Linked DNA regions of Mus musculus: regions 1 and 2 are each linked to region 3. The links are chromatin contacts, called in public HiChIP or PLAC-seq and promoter capture Hi-C maps. All regions are on one chromosome and are shown on one strand. The core of a region is the stretch at or near the end of the contact, and the rest is flanking DNA. Distances in the headings are between cores, read along the strand shown. Region 1 holds the start of Satb1 (special AT-rich sequence binding protein 1). Region 2 overlaps Satb1 (special AT-rich sequence binding protein 1). Region 3 has its middle 62 kb from the start of Tbc1d5.

Evidence for each region. Promoter capture Hi-C pulls out the DNA fragments that hold promoters and counts their contacts. HiChIP or PLAC-seq counts read pairs in DNA pulled down with a chosen protein or histone mark.
Region 1: a contact with region 3 is called in a promoter capture Hi-C map of pre-B cells, with 3 times the contacts expected there. The contact joins the promoter of Satb1 here to the enhancer-like site in region 3. A contact is called at or near these places in 4 of 39 promoter capture datasets (the C10 cell line, the HPC-7 cell line, HPC-7-derived erythroid cells and 1 more), 3 of 115 datasets of contacts at active chromatin or transcription factors (bone marrow-derived macrophages, pro-B cells and stem cell-derived neural progenitor cells) and 1 of 9 other capture datasets (liver).
Region 2: a RAD21 HiChIP or PLAC-seq map of pro-B cells shows a contact between it and region 3, with 7 times the contacts expected there. The contact joins two enhancer-like sites. A contact is called at or near these places in 1 of 15 datasets of contacts at CTCF or cohesin (pro-B cells), 1 of 484 Hi-C or Micro-C datasets (ventricular fibroblasts) and 2 of 115 datasets of contacts at active chromatin or transcription factors (embryonic stem cells and large pre-B cells).

What each region holds. Positions count from the first base shown.
Region 1 is chr17:51,829,943-51,834,635 of GRCm38.p6, forward strand. It overlaps Satb1 (special AT-rich sequence binding protein 1), which reads right to left and starts at 2,705. Exons shown (of 11, transcript NM_009122.2): 1 at 2,528-2,705.
Region 2 is chr17:51,776,670-51,781,338 of GRCm38.p6, forward strand. All of the region lies in intron 7 of Satb1 (special AT-rich sequence binding protein 1), which reads right to left. Among named protein-coding and RNA genes, the nearest start is that of Satb1, 54 kb to the right of the region's middle. Within about 2 kb of position 1,397, at least 6 of the 459 cell types and tissues checked have an H3K27ac peak or open chromatin away from gene starts, as enhancers often do. A contact at or near this core is called in pro-B cells, where this site is marked.
Region 3 is chr17:51,238,969-51,243,455 of GRCm38.p6, forward strand. No RefSeq gene overlaps it. Among named protein-coding and RNA genes, the nearest start is that of Tbc1d5, 62 kb to the left of the region's middle. Within about 2 kb of position 1,588, at least 20 of the 459 cell types and tissues checked have an H3K27ac peak or open chromatin away from gene starts, as enhancers often do. A contact at or near this core is called in the HPC-7 cell line, pre-B cells and pro-B cells, where this site is marked.

The DNA.
Region 1 (4,693 bases), core at 1,455-3,954, 590 kb after region 3:
GAAAGTAAGGAATGCATTGATTCTGGAAATAGCTATGTGGATTTGGGAAGTTCTTTAGGTCTTTATCATTGTTCTCCCTCCCCTACCTCGCATACATTTTAAGAAGCTATTACTTCAGGGAGGAAATCCCTATTTGTTCCTTTTTCATCCATCATCTGTATTCATTATTCAGAAAGGAAAACAAAATTGAGCAGTGATTTTATTTCTCTTGCATAACCTTGTTACATGTAGCCATATTCAAATTTAACAATGCTCTGTATTTTATTGCTACTGTTTACATATTATGTATTACATATGACTGAACAACTCTACATTTAAAATATTGTTTCCATTAGAAAAAAATGAACTAATAAGTGTCAAATAGAGATGAAGACTAAACATACTTGGTATATTTATAAGATGAGGTCATTTAAAATGCATACAAACGGGATGACTATTTCGCTACTGTTGCATGTTATATAGTATGCACATTGCTTAAAATGTATTTATTTAACAATGCCCTTAACCAAGTTAATTAAAGTATTTCTGCGTGGTAACTGTGTTAGAGCTTGGGAGGTAGTGAATGATGCCGCCAGTTACTTCTGCTAAGTTAAGTTGAAATTAAGCACTTATTATAACCTTTCCTAACAATGTGAGAAAGACTGAGTAAATATATTAAATTTGTTTCACAACAGATGCTTGGGTTGTTAATATTTAAGATGCCTATTCATGCTATTCCTGTCTGCACATTTGTCAAAAATGTAAGCTTGAATGCTAATGTTTGCCAGCAGACTGGAGCAGGCAGTGTATGCGCTTACTACTGTTCTACAAAAATAATATGCCATAGAAATAAAGAACCGCTGCTAAGTCATAGCCCGAGTTCCACATGGGAGATTCATAAAGGGTTATAGAGCCAGCACCGCAACCCTTGCTTTCTTTGGATTTAAAGTATGGCATAACTTACTCATCTATCTATCTATCTATCTATCTATCTATCTATCTATCTATCTATCTATCTATCTATCTACCTACCTACCTACCTACCTACCTATCTGGAGAATCTGACTACAAAATAAAATTTCACTCTTTCAGAAAATCCACTCTGGACAAGGTGTAAAATTAAGTAAAGTTTTTGGAAGGCTGAGCTTCTGTCACCAGGCACAAACACTGTAAAAAATCCAGGTACTGCTTAAGGACAGAACCTGACTTCTGGCAGAAAGAGACCAGACTCTTGCTCATTCCCCTCTTCTGTCTTGGGAAAGTTGGGTTCTCTGGCCTCCAAGGATACAAACATGGAACCCCAGCCAATCAATCGGGAGCAGAAAAGGTTCTCTCCAGGGAATTGGGTGTCTTCCGGTCCCTATGGACAAGTGAAATCCACGTCTTAACCCTGGGAATCCTACATGCCTCAGAGAAAGTTCTCCCAGAAAGGGTGCAGAGGTCAAAGTTGTCAACCGGACATTTTAAGAGATGAGCCTGTGGTTGACATCTTGTTAAGTAAAACCTGGCCCTGGTGGAGGCCAGGGTCAAAACCTCTACCCTGAGCTCTAAGCTGCTGTCCTCTTGGTCTTCTGGGATCATCCCAGAAGGGACCTGTTTAGCGCCTTTTGCTGGGCCAAGCACACGCACGTGTCACCATCTGGACCTGCCGCTTGCCCCCTCAGTCCCTTGCATTCGAGCTGCCCAACCCCAGTTCGGCCACCCTGGGAGCTCTGCAATGGAGGAACACTGTAGAAGGCCGCCGCTCTCGGGTGTGTACTGTCGCAGGGAAATGAGGAGTTGCCCCCTGGGCTGCACCTGTGGGGCCACAGTCCCAGCTAAGACACCATGTACCTCCCTCGGCTTCCCGCCCAAGCCCAAACCCGAATCACCCTCCAGGACCGACCCGCGATCGCCGGCGTGGGCTGCACGAGCGCTGTTCTTCGGCTCTCAAACTCTGGGCTCCAACTTGAGCGCCCAGCGCCCGAGTGGCTCTCGGGATAGAGAAGTTGCCACAAACTTCCCAGGCCCCTCTCCACCTCCGCTCGCCACCAGCAAAGTAGGGCTGGCCGGGAAAGAACAGGGGGAGATGAGATGGGAGAGGATGCTAAGTGAACTCCAGATCTGGCGCGCGACCTTTCCAACTCCACCCCGCACCTCGCCTCCTTCCCCGCACCGGGGCTCACTGAGCGGCTCCCTTTTCCCCACTCGCCCGCCGAGGGCTTCCCCCCACGCCGCCTTCGTCCTCTAAAGCGGGCCATGCCCACGACCTGGACTAAAGTGTCTAACGAGGGACTCCTGCCGGGCAGGTGTGCGGGAGAGGCAAAGACGCCAAGTAAGTCCGCATCCCGGCCATGACCCTCACTTCACCAGCCCAGTCCTCCCGAATGTCTGAGCGCGCTCGAGAGAAGGGCCAGCAAGACCCCGGCACGCGAGGGGCGCAGAGTCGCCCCAGCCGGGGCCACTGAGAAGTTTGGATCGGTTCCGCATCCGCAGAAAACGGAGGCGAGCCGGGCAAGAGACCCAGAGCGGGAGCAGCACTGGCAGGGAGCAAAGAAGCGGGACTCACTCAGGCGTGGAACCGGGACAGCGCGGGCCAGCGGTGCGGGCCGAGGCCGGGTCGGCTCCCCGCGCGGGCGCGCCGGGCGGCGGACTTCCCGGGCGGCGGCTGCAGCTGCTGCCACCTCCCCGCCGCCGAGCTGGCGGCCGCCGCGGAAGTTAATGGCAACTTGACTTCAAGTTGTCTCCTCTCCCCATCCGAAGTGGGCGTTTAAAGGGGGCAGAGCGCGGCGAGCAGCGAGCGGGGAGCGCGCGGGGCCGAGGGGGAAGGGAAGGGGCGGGGGCGGGGCGGGGCGCGGGAGGGGGCGCGGGAGCCGCTCGGAGCCCGCAGTGTAGAGCGCGGCGCGGGCGATCGGGGCGCCCCCACGAGAGCCCCCCGACGCTGGCCGGGGGCCGTGCGTGCCTGGGGCGCCGCGCTCTCGCCTCTCGCCCGCGTGGGGGGCTTGCGGACCCCACAGCGGGAGCGACCGGGCCCGGCCTGCCTCCCCCGCGCCCGCGGCCGCTTCTCCCCCTGGCGGCAGGATCCTGGGCGGCCGGTGGCTCCGAGAGCGCGCAGTGGAGCCCGAGCTGAGCCGAGCCCGAGCCACCGCAGCCGCCACATCCCTGAGCGCCGCCCGGGTGCAGGGTCGCTGCGGGAGAGCGACCCCGCGGCCGCCAGGGTAAGTGTGGGCGAGCCCCGGAGCCCCACCGCCCCGGCCCTCACCTGCACCGCCCCCGCCGCGCACCCTCGCCGCCCGCCGCTTCCTCTTGTCGTTGTTTGCCTGGGCTTTGGGGGTGCAGAGCGCGGGGCATTGGTGTGTGTGTGTGCCAGCGGAGGAGGAAGTCAGGTGAGAGGCCTGAGCACAACCCCCGCGCCCCGCAAGCCAGCTTGTGTGGGGTGTGTCGCTCCCCAGTAGGGGCATGCGGGCCAAGTTTTCCCCTCTCTTCAATGTTTGATGGAGAAGATCTTTCCTAGAGGGGACCTCCTTCCCTTCAAACTGATGGGCTCTTCTTGCTATCCTCTTCTCTTGGGCACCCCTATTGAGGAACACATAGTGGATGGAGGAGGAGGGGGCCTCTTGCAGACCCCCTTCTCAACCCCAGCTATTTGCATCAGTATCATTTTCCTGTCGGCAGCTGTAGGTCGACGCACCCAACCAGAAGGAGATGCTTAAGCCACTGTCCAAGTCTCTTCTCCCACCCTGACCCACCCAAAAGCAGGGGCAAAGAGGTCAAGAAATGCGGATTTCGTAGGAGGGGAGGCTGGGCCCAGGGACCTTTTCAACTGGTGAAGCTCCAAAGAACTCTGAAAGGTCAAAGTAGCTGAAGGCTTGGACCCCCAAGCTAGGGAGAAATTGGACTCTATCAACTTTAACCCACTCCCCTGCTACTCCTTCCCCACACAACCCCCAGCTCTAAGGAAGCTATCAACTAACAGGTCTTTTGTTTCCTGTTGTGTCGCCTTTGGGAAATTTGCATTGAACGTGACGATAGAAAATTACTACTGTTTACTCGAAGTTAAGGGGGTTGCAGAACGAAAACAGTTTTTACTTTTCTCTTTGTGTGTTTGGCAAGGAGTGGAGCTGTTAGGTTCGTGGCAGGAATTGCAGAAGCTCAGTTGTAAAAATAAGGACTGTAGAACTGCCTGGGTCTGTTTTTAGCAGCTGCACTTTCTTGCGTTCTTTCACATAAGGCTTGCTCTCTCATTAAGTCCCCATAAATAATTGTATGTGGAGCGAAGGCAGTCAGGGTGGCAGGATTGAGATTGCTGGGAGTTCCATCCCTCCAGCGCAGAGCTGTTTGCAGGCAAGTTCCTGGAAAGTGACTGTGGGCTGAGAATTCAGTTTTTCCTAAAAGCTCTGTCAGGTCCTCTTCTGTCGGTTGCCTATGAATCAAGCCTGACACGGTGGGTGACTAGCGATTTGAGCCTTGGTAGCAAACACGTCGACGGTGCAGTGGGAGTTTTTGTTTGTGTTTTGTTTTTTGGTTTGGTTTGGTTTTTTTTTGTTTTTGTTTTTGTTTTTTTGGTGAGGTCATTCTAAATGAAGCAAAATGACATAGTTCAGGCAGCTTTCTGAGAGCCCCCTCGTCCATCCTTGATTTCCCTAGAATTCTCCAATTTTTTCAACTTTTTTTTTATAATTCAAAATACCATGCCAAAGGCATAAGGACATAAACAAATATGAACTAATTTTCA
Region 2 (4,669 bases), core at 147-2,646, 540 kb after region 3:
GCTTCTTAAGGAGGGAAGAAATGTCCACCAAGCTCTGGGGAACTGAGTTAGTCACAAATAAATCTCACAGTTGGTCTACTGCAACCAAAGCCTGGATTTATGTCTGGACTTTCATAAGAAATGTTCCTTAAGAATTGAGGCATTTGTCCTTTTGGCCATGAGACTAACTAGTAACTGCAACTCTGTCTACTGACAACCAAACATCCTGTCAACTGACCTCAGATTCAAACAGGCAGTCAGCCATCCCACTCTTTAACCTGCACTAGGACAACTGATTAGACTATTTCTGATGTGTCTTATAAAAAGAAACAAGACACATCACACTGAAAGTCTATGCCACTGTTCCCACAAAATGTTACATACTTAAAAAACGGACAAACAAAAACTACTTGAAAACAAGGCATGATACCATGCCTGTAGTTCCAGCACCAAGAAGGCTAAAACTGTAAGATCATGCTTTTGAGGCCAGTCAGACTACACAGTAAGACCTCGTCTCAAAAACATACATACATACATGGAACAGACAAAAACATGGCTGGTAAAGCAATATATAGCAATTGCATAGGAATACATATAATATAGAAAATGTCATGAAATCCTCAAGGATAATAGTATAGTTAATTTTGTCTGTCTAACTCAATGCCTTATGCTTAAAAGTTGTTGATAAGTACTAAAGTAATTATGTGTATATAGACTGCAGAGATGAAAAAGGGAACACTAGAATATATTGAAATGGTCATTATCAGCTAAGACTACTGTTACTAAAGAACCAAGGCCATGGGCTCTTTCAGCCAAGGCACTCAGTAGTGGCTTTGCTCTGTGAAATGCCAATCTGCACAGTGTTACTAACTAGTCAGTAAATTAGAAAACAAATCAGGGCAAAAGATACCCTATAAATATTTAGGGTATAATATTTAATTTTTTTTGTACATCAGAGCACTTGATATTAGACATCTAACAATCTCAAAATGACAAAGTAATATTTTATATATGTCTATTAAGAATATTCCACAGCAGAAGTATAGTGAGTAAGCCAAACCTGTCAGAAAAAACAAAACAGAACACAGAAACATTTTCCTTCAAGTCTTGTTAACAGAAGACTCACCAGGGGTGTGGCTCAGCCAGAAGACATCACCACTTGGGTGAGAATCTGAAGTCAGCAAACCTTCCCATTTAAGCAGAGAAGCGTTGCCTCTGAGGGGCCCTTTCCCCAAATGTAACCATAGCTTTGAGTGAAGGCAGGTGTCCTGCCTGGAGTGTGCCAAGACAGTGTTCCCAACCCCAGACATTCAAGGAGCTCCATAGCAGCCAGTGGAGACAGAAAATCTACTGTTTCAGACAATCTACTGTTTCAGACAATCTACTGTTTCACAAACTTTTTTTTTTTCTTTTTGGCCCAGAGCTTTCAATGAGGGGAGTGCCCCCTGGTGGAAATGCCTGAAAAATATTGTTAGAAATCATATGATTTAGTGTTAATTTTTAAAAATGACTTAAGAGCAATGTAGAATAATCTGGATGCAAATGGCAGCTGTTAGGATGCAGGCACTAGAGTGAAAGTCTGGGTCCTGTTCCAGTTGTAGTTCGAATGGCTGATGAATTCAGTGTCTATGTGGTCCCTTTTCCCAGGTGATATAGGTCAGATATAGTGCAGTCTTGCCAGGGAAGGTTAAGGTCATTAGTATTAATTTCTCATGACTGACTGATCCAGACATCATTACCAACAATCTAGCATACTAAAGAAACAGTACGGAAAGACCACACACCCTGTCACATTACAGTACCAGCTGAGGTACCCAATTAAAGTACAGCCAATCTGTGTCCCATAGGTGCTTCAATAAAGTCACTGAACTAAATTAGGTAAAATCAGTAATCTTGTTTCTAAAAAGAAGTGAAACAAAAGACGTGCATGTTATGAAGGGGGTTCCCAACACGTCACAAATATTATTCTCACTAGAAATAAGAATCTGGCGTTCACTGGGTGGTCAGATCGTACAAATAATTAGATTTGTGTTGTATGTATGAAAACATAAAATTATTCTACTCTGTCATTACTTAGTGGCTAACGGAGAGCCCTGATGTTTTTCAATTAAAGAATACATTTACTGATAAATTCCTAAACCTTTCTATTTTACATTCCGACAAAGAGTTACACAAGTTATTACAAGTAAAATTCATTACTGATTGCAAAAGAAAGAAAACCTCCAATAAATATTATCAGTCCTTCCAAAGGCTCATTATAAATTCTTTAAAACAGCAGATAAGTTAAAGGGACGGCCAATCTGAACAAAAAGCCTGTCTGGCCTCCAGTTTGTCTCCTCTTTGAACATAATCACTGATTAAAATAGATTTTATCAGCTCTGTGGAACTTCAAAGCTCTTAGGGAAAAAAAAAAAAAAAGATTTCAGGAACCCGCCCTCCCTCCTAAGAGAAAGACAGAATATTCTCCAGGCTACTGGCCTGTTTGGTGAGTTCTTGGTCATGTGTCCAGGTGAAAGACTATTTTCAAGCTCCACCTGCTCATGGCCTCACGCCAAGCAAGCTGTAAGGAGATGCATTCATCTGTGTTCCTTGGTAGGCTCATCAAGAGCTGTCACACCAGATAATGGCACCTTTCTACCTATTATCCAACTGTGATATGGAGAGTGGACTTTTCTTAAATTACCCTGAAGAATGATAGGAAGACAGTAGTGATTTCTGTTATACTTAAAGCAGGTGAATTTCTTTCTCTCCACCACATAATTCACAGAACTCAAATTCAATAAAACATTACAGGATGGTCCATTACTGTTATCAGTTTTGAATAATCCATCTTAATTCTTTATTTTACTGGAAAATAAAGTGTGCCAAAGGCAGAAAGGAGAGAAAAGAGGTGGGGGAAGCCACTGTGCAGGATCAGAGTTAATCTCTGGGTTTTATTTAAAATTTTAAAGAAATACATCTTCTTGTATCACAGCCTTTAAATGACAGTATCAGAGAGAGGTGAATTTAAAACTGTTAAGTTTTGAAGCACTGGCGTTCACTTCTGGCCATAGATTTCCATTAAAAAGATATCACGTAGACAGAACTGAATGGATGGCATATGCTAAAAGCTACTATCTTCAGTAGCGATTAAATAACATATGCCTATCATTCAGAAAGGGAGGATTCCTTTAAACAAGTCATTATATAAATTTCACCTTAACTTTTCAGAAATGGTAGGCTTCCTGTTCAACATTGTATGTGACAGTCTTGGGGGGATTAAGGTTTAGTCTGGGAAGCCCTATTAACATGATGAGGAGAGGCTCAAGCGCTAAAACAGGAAATCCAGGATTTTTAAAGTTGTCAATGACTAAACCAATTCTCCATTCCTAACCGTGCCGCCTACTACACCAATGTTTTACCGAACCCTGGGCAGGGTGTAGGGCCTCTCCCTACCCGTATCGGAACTTTGCCTTTTTTACCCACAGCTTTTAACAGTACTGTTTGAACCCAGCCGGGTTGCAAGGGAGCTGCAGTGAGCACACACCAACTTGAGATGTGCAGTCCAACTGCAGAGCTCTCTCGCTACATATGCATCAGCATGTGTATTTTCGTACTGCACGCTCACACCCTACTCTCACTCTGCACCTGCTTTTATTGAAATGCATACACTCTGAAATAAACACACTACATGCATTCATATGAATGTATAATCACTGAACTAAATGCAGCTGCGTGTGGGCGCGTGCGTGTGATTTTTTTTTTTTAAGTATGACCACTGAAAGATACATACATGCTTGTGTGTGCAAAAGCTGGCTCTCGATAAACATTTAAATATCCACAGGAAACAATTCATATTAAAAAAAAATCCAAACAAGGCTCTTTCCACTGAAAAATACCAATCATCAATACATAAAGATTTAAAATTAAACCTATTTATTGATAAGCCCAGGGTTCCAAATAATTCTGTTTTGTTTTCAAAATTGCCCATTTAAAAAGTGTTATCTGGATGAAATTATACCATGTTGTCAATGCTCAGAAGAATAAACTCTCTGCTCTTCATATAAACCACAGAGAGCCACCTTTTTAAAGGTGCTAATTCATATGAAAAGAGGCCACTTACTATAATAAATCCTACAGAAAGCCACAAATGTTCTATGTAAGAACCCAAGACAGTCAGCATTTCACTGTCACAGCTAGAAACTGTGCTGACCCCACCCCTACAAGACACACACGGGCCATACCCTTTGTGCTTCAGTATACAAGTATTTGCTCAATTGTTCAAGGGCTTATCAGTAAATCTATAATCTGTGTCTGTGTCAAGGCTGTCTTTGTCTGAAGGCTTTTAATTGAATTCAACAAACATTATCTGACTTTATTGTAGAATCCCAGTTTGGGCCCCAGTACTAAGCATTAGTAGTAATTACTGTATTTGCAAAATAAAGAACGCTACAGCAAATCAGAATTTCTAGACAGTGACTTTTGATTCGCTGATTTTTTAGAATTATTGCCCTCCCCACAAGGGAATTAAAGGGTCATATTAACCTTACTAGCTAATAATAAATACAGGTTTAAAGCTGTAAAAACATGGGTCTTGGTAAAAATGATACAAAGTTTTAACCTAAGCCATAACCGGGTATAAAAGCCATCCTTCTAAAATCAGAACAATGAGGAACAGACAAGCAGCTGGGGGAACCTGGAGGAAGGAAGG
Region 3 (4,487 bases), core at 338-2,837:
AGTGACCGGAGTGACAGCTCAGAGGTTAAGCACTTTGACTGCTGCACACTGATTGCTTTTCCAGAGAAGCTGGCTTCAGTTCCCAATACTGGTGTAGCAGCTCACAACTGTTTGTAACTCTGGTCGCAGGGTATCAGACACCTTCTTCTGGCTTCCATGGGCATCAGGCACACACATGTTTACACAGATGTACACAGGAGCAAAACAAGACATAAAAATAAGTCAAAAAAACCTTAGGAATAAAGACCGTTGGAGGCATACACATGTTTTTGGATACATGCTTTGCACTGTGTTTGATAACCTATGCAGCAAAATGAACAATTGGGGACAAATGAACTTATGAACAAATGGGAGTGGGCTGGAGATGAGATATCTGGATTATCTGACAGGAGAATGTCAGTTTGTGACCTTGCTAACTTTTGTTTTTTTTTTGTTGTTGTTGTTTGTTTTGCTTTTTTTTTTAAAATTACTACCAACACCCTCCTCTGACGTGGGACAATTTAAGCTGTCAAATGACCACTCAGTGTTTGTCTTGAGAATATGACAAATTTGGAGTTGATGGGAGGCATGAAATTGTTTGTAGCTAGGAAAGCAAGGTACTAGAAAAGGCATGTCTTTCAGGACTTATGTGGAGGCATTGCTGGAAAGCGCCCCTCGAGTCATGAGCCACTTCCTCAACAGCTGACTTCCTGGCCTTCTCAACCAGCCCTGGCTTTGCATCTGGAGGAAGCTACTCCATAGGCCCCAGTAATGGGATAAGCACGGGCTTTAAGCCAGTGTTTTAGTTCCTTTTCTTTTCTAGGACCTGGGGTGGGGAAATAGGCTATGGAAGAGCCTGGGTACCTGACACATCCCTGGAGATGTGCCTGCTAACTAGGATCAATTCCTTCAGACTCAGGGCCACTACAACTCAACCTTACTTGTGTTGAGCCTCCATACATTTTTGGTTTGGTGTAGCAGTAGACATCCTCCTAAGTGATAGAGAGGGTCTGTTTCCAAATAATTTCAGTTCCACTTGGAAGATGGATGCTCACCTAAAAATTATTAGCATATATTTTTACAAAATATTTAATATAATTGAGTATGCCAAGTGTTCAGAGAGGCCTCAAATTTTCCTAAGAGATTAATAGAGCAAAATGCATTGAGACACTTGATGAAGCATCTAATAAACAAATTACTACTTGTCTAAATTTTGCTGATATCATGCTGTTCACTTCCAAATAAGTTCATGTCTGATGTTAATATCCTGTGCCGATGTGAAAGATGCTGTTCTTCAGAAAGAGGCTGTAATTTTTTATAGGCTCTGTTCATTTCACAGTTGTATTTCTTTGTATTTCACCTCTTTCTAGAAGAATTAGCAATGAGGTATAAAAAATGACTTAGCAACAAGGTTAATAAAATAGAAAAGCAGGCTGTAGAAAGAGGAATGAGGAAAATATGCTAACTGTAATTATCCTCATGGCTGCTGGGATGGAGTTTCAACCTTGGGTCTAAGCTTTTTTGGCAGGCTGGTAAGAGAAAGCATGATAAATTACATATCAGCCTCAGCAAAGAGGAAGTGTGTTCCTGCCCCAGGGGAGGCTAAGCTTTGTGTAGTTTCAAAGTATGCAAGAAATAGTCCTCAACGTTTTCATCTCAGGGGAGCAGGACCCACCGAGAAAGACAGCAGAATGAATTTGAATACAATCTCCAACTTGAGTTTTTAAAAATACATTCTTAATGACAGTGGGAAGGAGATCGGCTGCTGGACTAAGTCAACGCTGAAGCCTGTCTCAAGGCTGCCTCTCTGTACAGCTTAGCTTGCCAGAACACCACCTAGGTACAACTTACAGAACTTACAGATTCTTTTGTTTTCTTTCTTTCTTTCTTTTTTTTTTTTTTTTTTTTTTTTTTTTGGTTTTTCGAGACAGGGTTTCTCTGTGTAGCCCTGGCTGTCCTGGAACTCACATTGTAGATCAGGTTGGCCTTGAACTCAGAAATCCACCTGCCTCTGCCTCCCAAGTGCTGGGATTAAAGGCATGTGCCACCACCGCCCAGTCAATTTACAGATTCTTATGGTCATTTATTTAAAAATAATCATTTTTTTTTCTCATCAGGTGTGAACTCAGAACAGGTAATACTTTCACAAGCACTGTGACTAAGTCTCACTAGCCAAGGTTAACTGGTATTTAAAGGTGATGGTTTTCTTTGCTAGGAAACTTGGGTTTGCAGATGTATGAGTTGCACATTATGGTAGATCTGGGGTTCATAGGTGGATTTTTAAGGTAACACTCCTAACTGAAGCATAAGAAATCCTTACTGCACATCTTTAAGCACAAATCTTTCTCCGTTCAGTCTACTGTGCTTTCATTGTCCAGGGAAAACTGCAGTTAGAGATGGTCTCTTCTGAGAAATAAAAAGGCTGAGGCTCAGGCAGGTCCATGATCCACTGGCTGTGAAAAGAGAGATTGAGCAAGAAACCCAGTAACATGATGGTGAGCTTATTTTCCATACTTAATGTAGGCCTTATTCATATACTATTAAACATAATTCAGCATAATTCAGCTAGCCAGAATTCGTTCTGTACCTTCCAAAATTCTTATTTTTGTATTTCCTGAAATCCTCAATCACTCATCAAATACAGGTAAGAAAAGCAAGAGAATTAAAGTGCAAATATTGAAATGAAAATTACAATTATAATATTAATATCTAATAGAATAATATTATTCTTAAAGTGGGTGGTAGAGTGTATTGGTTTTTCTACTCTCTGAAGATTTCAAAGCACTTAACATTACCTTAAAACTCATTAAGCTAGTGCTGAATCAGATATTGAATGTTATAACTTTATTCTTATTATTTATTTAGTACCATCAAAGGAGTTAGTTCTCACTGGGAATTGATAGTGATAAAGGATGGAATAGTTCATGTTCTACAACGATAAATACCATTTAGCCAACACTGTTATTCCAAAGATAGCCAATAAGAATGTAGAAAATATTAGCAAGTCACCCATAAAGGTCTTCCAAATGAGGTAAACAGATAATTTTTAAAGTATGCAAGTGTGTATTGCTTTGATTTGATATGTGTCACCATACAGAAGTAAAGGAGTTTATTTGATTATATTGCTTAAGATAGTAAAGACAATGAAAGTGGTTTACCAAGCTAAAGCAGAATTTTTGTGTTAGATTTTTATTGCTGTAGCAAAATACAGTAATGATGTTTTGCTAATATCTCTCTATATTATATATAACAACTAATGATAGTCACCTTGAAAAACACACAAAGACTTCTTTGGCTCATGGTTTGGGACTTTTGGTTCATGGCTTGCTGGCGTTGCTGCTTTTGGGGTTGTGACATGGTGAAAGTACATGCTGGGAAGCCAAGAAGCAGAGGAGGAAATGAAAGAGACAGAATTCCAATATCTCTTCTGAGGGCAGACCCTCAATGCTCAAATCTTCCACTAAACCACCTCACCCCTTGTGTGTGTGTGTGTGTGTGTGTGTGTGTGTGTGTGTGTGTGTGTTACATGTACGTATGCACACAGGTAGAGGCCAGAGGTGGACATTGTATCCTGCTTTATCATTCTTTGCCTTATTCCCTTGACACTAGGTCTCTCGATGAAGTTGAAGGTTGCTTTCCGCTAGACAAGCTGAGTAGCGTTCACTTGTCTCTGCTCCCCAGTGCTGGGGTTTCAGCTACAGAAGGCCACAGTCAGCTTTGTGTGTGGATGCTGAGGATTCAAACCTAGGTTAATGCTTGCATCTTATCTGCCAAGGTAGCTACTCAGCAGCTATGGGCCTAGTTCTTTAAGGTTCTACCACCTCCCAGTAATATTAAGCAAAAAAGCATTTAACACAGGGACCTTTGGGGATTGCCAGGATCTACACCATAGCAATTTCTCTTGAGTTAATCCACTGTACTATAAATTATTTCTTGATTTTTAAATGTAGGGATGCTCTATTTTTGAAAAGTGAATAATATTTTAGGTTGGCTGTTGTCTTCCAAAATATATTTCTTTGTTTTTATACATTTATATAGTTGATTTTGACTTCAAACATATTGGCATTAACATGAGTTGTATTTCAGTATAAAAAATGGCTACCTGTTTTCTTGGACTCTGTTCTTCTTGATGGAAAATTTGCCAGAATTTGGCTAATTTAATTAAAAACATTAATCCATTAGAACATAGAAAAATAAATGGATTGTCTATTTGTCTTTGGCTAACTTTCAATTTGAATAATTAACTGCTAATTATAGGCTTGTGTACACAGTCTAAAGATTTTTTATGCTCAAAATTAAATTTTCAGGTACTTGCCTTCAAACCTGACCACCTGGGTTCAATCCCTGAGACTCACATGATAGGCCCACTATTGCAAATTGTCTCCTGACCTCCACATGTGTTTCTCTCTCTCTCTCTCTCTCTCTCTCTCTCTCTCTCTCTCTCTCTCTCTCTCTCCATCTCTCTCTGTCTCACACACACACCATGTACATACACTCTAAAAATTGAA